Regions from separate parts of the Arachis hypogaea genome. Here region 2 is linked to region 1. A link is a contact called in public Hi-C data. All regions are on one chromosome and are shown on one strand. Each heading gives the region's core, a stretch centred on a gene start, on an enhancer-like site or on the middle of the called end of the contact. The rest is flanking DNA. Distances are from core to core; before and after follow the strand shown.

Evidence for each region. A called contact is a pair of places that touch in the nucleus more often than the background predicts.
Region 2: a Hi-C map of leaf shows a contact between it and region 1, with 2.2 times the contacts expected there. The contact joins the promoter of LOC112771273 here to the enhancer-like site in region 1. A contact is called at or near these places in 4 of 8 Hi-C or Micro-C datasets (leaf and an unstated tissue).

The regions. Positions count from the first base shown.
Region 1 is chr18:130,820,649-130,823,589 of arahy.Tifrunner.gnm2.J5K5, reverse strand. No RefSeq gene overlaps it. Among protein-coding and RNA genes, the nearest start is that of LOC112773295, 13 kb to the right of the region's middle. Within about 2 kb of position 1,584, at least 1 of the 3 cell types and tissues checked has open chromatin away from gene starts, as enhancers often do.
Region 2 is chr18:130,887,616-130,890,395 of arahy.Tifrunner.gnm2.J5K5, reverse strand. LOC112771273 reads left to right here and starts at 1,441. Exons shown (of 16, transcript XR_011876048.1): 1 at 1,441-1,703. It overlaps LOC112771275 (a long non-coding RNA gene), which reads right to left. Exons shown (of 2, transcript XR_003186967.2): 2 at 2,322-2,683.

The DNA.
Region 1 (2,941 bases), core at 335-2,834:
CTAAAGGGAAAGACACAAAGCAGTTTGTTTGAGTACCATTATGTTGATGAAAAAAATTTTTAGTATGTTAGCAAATTATTAGTAATAAAAGTAAAAGTACTAAAAAAATAAAAAATAAAAACATCTTTTTTTGATAAGCTGTAATTTATTTTTTTTAAAAAAAATATATTTTTCATATAATAAATAAGCAGAAAATTACTTTTATATTATTATACCCAAACATAATTGATAAATAAAAAGATCTTTTTACATGAGATATTCAAACATAAAATTATTTTTACGTTTTCATAAGATCTTTTAAAAAAAGATAATTTAAAAAGGAAAAGTATGAGGAGCCAATGGAATATTTATACAATGTGTACAATGGAAGTTTAGAGAGTATTAGAGATATAATCATTAGTGTTATCTTTTCCTATCAGCTGAAGCTTTTGGGATGAGTGGTATCATGCATGGTATTAGAGCGTTAGATCCGCAAGGTCATGGTTATTCTAGATAGTATGGGAGATGTTCATTTTGTAACTCAATAGCCCATTGTGTCCCATTGTACACATTGTATAAATTGTCCATTGTCTCCCTAGCGGGATCCATTTAAAAAAGATCTTTTATTAAAAACTCACCCAAATAAATCCAAAGACACTAACAAAAAGATAAGTTATTTTTATTTTTTTATTATTTTTATTAATTTTTTATAATTATTTTTTTTTATTTTTAAATAAAAAATAAAAATAAATTAAATTTTTATAGTTTGTTTTAATTTATCATTAAATAAAATATAAAATTATTAATTTTTGTATCTCTATTCTATATATCTTGTTATCAGTATTTTATCTTATCTATTTTCAAAACTAAATACAGCCTTGGTTTGTTTGCGAGTTGGAATTGTGAAAGCCGAGTCGAATCTGATTAGGTTTGAATTATGATGGGATTTGTTTGTCATGATCATGAGAGAAACACGTTTTAACTTCTCATTAATTTTTTGATTGCTATCTAGGAAAGAGTTTAGCTTTTACGTATTTACAACCAATATAGCTTAGAAGAAAAAAAAAACCAACAAAATTGTGTATCTTAGTCTCCATATTATTATTAAATAGTTTTGAAACTAGTGGTGGGAAAATATGACCAAAAATTTAGATGACCGCACTATTCTTGGACGGGACATACTCCACAACTTTGTACCATGAGGAATTTTTATATAAATTTTGTTAACTTATATTTTTAGGATACATATTAAACTTATAATTAGTAAAATTTTATAGTTTTTTATATAATTTTTTTTATTAGTAATCTGAATACTTGCATAATCCTTTTTATATCAAGGATAAAGAACTAACCTAAAATTAAGAAGACTGGAATATTTGACATGTGAATAACCAACAGGACAAATTCAAAAGCAACGAATGTGCCTAAGGTAATTGGCACCAATGGCCAAACATATTTGTCCAAGTTGCCGCAAGTTGACAAATCCCATTATCGTAGCCCACATTTATTTCAAATTTGACTTGTTACCATTTTGAATGGAGTCTTTCTATTTTTGTTTGCCAACCCAAACCAAAAAATGGAATGGACCAATTTGCAATCGAGAAGAAAAAAAATTGATAAGTATATGAAAAGTTTGTGGGTGTATATTGTGTATCTAGAATTAGGGATTGTCTAATTTATTGGAGTACCTAGGATTGGGGGTTGTCCAATCCACCAACCAAAAAAAAAAAAAAATTAAAAAAAATTAGTTTGGTCTAATAAATAATTCATTAATTCAGTTGAGTGTTGGAAGTTCAAATTTTACTTGCAACTGAGGTCTAGTTTAACTGGTTAAATTATATGTCTTTTAATATACTACATCCAGATTCAAATCTTAGTGAGTGTACTAAGTATTGAATATGACCCTTTAAATATTGTGTGATAAGTGTGTAGTGTGGGATTCAAAACAAAAATAATTTTTTTTCTTTTGAAAATTGTGGACAATTTATAAGGTAAGAAAGAAAATATAAGAACAAAATAATTTTTTTGGTAAATAATAATATATATCAAGAATCAAGTTAGTTTATGCAAAAGGTTCTACAAATTTGATATCAAACTCTCTTAAAATCGGAAAATTGAAACTATAAAAGTATAAAGAAGACGACAGAAAGCACCACAGGCAAAATCTACGTCAATTACGGGTGTGTTTGGCAAACACGTTGGAGAGGAGAGAATTACGTTTGAGCTTCTTGAAAGTTTCACTATTATGTTTGGCCATTTTTATCTTCCTGAACGCAGAATTGATTCTGCTTCTAAACGCACGTTTAAGAGAAGCTAAAATTTATAGTTTCTGCATTTCACGTTCATGGTTGCTTATTGTCTTTAAAAAATTAGGTGAAAAATTTATTTCTTTTTAACCAACCCTATACCCTTTATTTTCTTCTATAAAAAGGATACCAATAACTATTACCTTCACAATAATTCTTTGTAGTTCTTCCTACTTCTTCATAGTTTTTAGTTACAATTTTTTTTTTCATTAAAATAGTTCAGATTTGTTTTAATCACTAGCAAATTGAATATTTTAATTTTTTTATTATTTTTAATACTCATTTTCATATTTTAGTTTTTATATTTTTTATTGTATTTTTTACTTATATTTTTTATTATATTTTTTATTTATATGATAAATATTTTTATATTATTTGTATAGTATTCTTATTTCTCATGTTATATTTTTATAAGTTTTTTTTTATCATTTACTATACTATTTTTATATGTATATTTTTTATGAAATTTTTTTTTGTTTGACTTTGTTCATATGATTTTTTTATTTATTTTATTGTATTCCTTTTATTCATATAACAAATGTTGTTGACTTTTTTTTATGATATTTTTATTATTATTTTTCATATGAATTTTTTTTTCTATTCTTTACTGCATTATATTTATGTTGTGTATGAAATTTTTTATTTTTTTATTTGAT
Region 2 (2,780 bases), core at 192-2,691, 67 kb before region 1:
CCATTATTTGTGGTTATCATGGTTCATTGACAGCTACCACCTTAGAAAGCTCAAATTTATTTTATAATCTAAATAATGAACCTCTGTAATTCACTCAATCAATCACATATCAGTATTTGATGGTTTTCAATAAATCATCAACTCAAGAACAAATAATCCTATAAAACTCTCTTACACCGATTAGATAAAAATTGTTCTACATAGCTAGTGCTACAAACTTAGGGCACGTTTCGTTTCCCTTTTTACTTTCTATGTTTTCTGGTTCTTGCAAAGAAAGAAGTGAAAACAGAAAACAGAATTTTCAATTGTTTTCACTAAAGAAGAGTGATAATTAATGATATTTGTATATTTCACATAAAATATATCAAAATTAAATGATTTCGTTAAAGAAAAAAAGAGAACAAAATGGGAAATTAGTGAAAGTGTTACCAGTGGAGGGATGTGAGAGGGCGTCATCGAAGAGGGCTTGGGGGCCGGTGGCGGTGAGAAGGTAGCCGGAAGAGAGGAAGGTGGCGTGAACGACAATCGCACAGACGCCATTGATAAGTATAGTGGAGAAGAAGAGACCTCTATGTTTGTGTTGTGATTTGAGAGGGGAGACAATTCGTTAGGGTAACGTTGAGGAAGGGAGGGGGTTAGCGTGAAACGACGTCGTTTCATGTCATTTTGGCGCCACAGCAAATACTACGTCGTTTCTGTTATGCCAACGTGTCAAGAAAGAGGCCAACTCACCTTTTCGGTAGCGTTAGGTGGGCAGAAATTGCCGGAAGGACGAGTTTGAGTTCCGAAGTGCAACTTTAGGGATGAATATGGATAACTTTTAAGTTCAGGGACTACTATGAGACTCAAGTGCAACTTTAGAGACCACTTTAAGGCTTATCTCATATATAAATAGGTCGTAAACTCTTTCATTTATATTCGTGGGATTTAATACATACACAAAGAGAATTAATAGCTTTGACAAGTAAACAACCAATCACCACTGAAACGTTCCCCCAAATTGCACAAGTGCCCCTCCCATTGGTACCCCTATGCGCCTTAATTATTATCTCATGTGAGTGAAGGGGAGTGTTAGGGGAACAATGAAAATTTTGAACAATATGAACAACCACCAATCAAATGAAAATACACTTCACCCTAATTTAATGCTACTGATTAAATTTACTTTTTAACCCTATTAATTCACATTGTTTACACATTATTCAAAAATCTTGTTGGTTACCTATACTTTTCCGTGAGTGAAATATCCGCAAGTACAAAAAAAAATGATAAACTAAATAATTAAGACACGGGATTAATTTAACAAATACCAAAATTAATTAATAAGAAAATAAAATAAATCTTGGGTACCGAAATGAGCCTTGTTGACATGGATATTATTACTAAGGTAGCGGCTAAACCGCCCCATTATAAATACACACACCTAACTCTCATTTTGTCAATCATGCTCCGTATGTTGCTTTTAGTAACTAGTCCCTTCTAATCATCACTAGTTTTTTTCGTCTTTTTTTTAGTTAGTATTTTCTGATCATAAGAAAATAGAAATGGGAAGTGGAAACTCGCCATGTGCTTCATGCAAGCTTCTTAGACGGAGGTGTGCCAAGGATTGCATCTTCGCACCTTATTTCCCTTCCGATGACCCTCAAAAGTTCGCCATTGTTCACAAGGTCTTTGGTGCTAGCAACGTTAGCAAAATGTTACAGGTAATGATCTGCAGAGAAGAAAACACATTTTAATTCATTCCAAGCTATTCATTAAAAAGAGTGATACCTATGAGGCCAAACACAAAAGCCCAAGATTCACGGGTCATGGCCATCTCTCAATGAATTAGCTTGGAATGAATTACAATGTATTTTCTTGGTTTAATTACTCTGTTGGTCCTATAGTTTCGCGAAATTTTTAACTAGGTCCTTATACTTTTTTTTCCTTTTAATTGGTCCCTATACGTTATTTTTTTTTCAATTTAGTCCCTATTAACGTTAAACGTCAAAAAAATATTAGTGAATTAATAAATTACTTTTATACCCTTAGAGACCTAATTAAAAAGAAAAAAAATATAGGGACTTAATTAAAAATTTCAGTAAAATTATAAATATTAAATGAAAGATATTCCTATAATCCATATTCAATGATTCTAAGACATGAAAAATATTCTTATAATCCATTTTATTTTGTCACTATCATTCTTTTGCTTATTTATATACAAATTGTACCAAAAATACCTTCTCTTTTTTTTTTATAACTTTAAAAATACCTTATCTTAAAAAAAGAATGGATAAAATAAAACAGAAATAGTAGTAATAAGTATATATAAAATTCAGTTTCCATCATTCAAGTATTCATTACGATCATGTAACATTTTATATTTGTGTGGATTCATGGAATATAGTTTGTGTCTTTATCATATCATGGTACACTATAGAAAACCATAGAGCTAGGGAATTTGTGTTATTGAAATTTAAAATCTAAAAATGAAAACAATAGAAAACGTAATTTTAGTGTAATACAAATAATGTAGAAATTAGTTCTTGTGTTGCCGCCTCCCACTCTTTGAACCAGCATGAGAATCAATAATAACATTGATAACGGCTGGTTTCCAAGCCGAGAAGAATTCTAAAAGAGCATATTTGAGTTCAGCAGATGTCCCAATAAGATAGTCATCTCCATCAAAAGCTTTAGTAGCCTGCTTTCAGCAATACATGCTACAAAGTCAGCATATATAGTTTGTTAACTTATAGAACACACTCTAGCTTTCTTCTCTTTCCTTTCCTTCCCAAAAG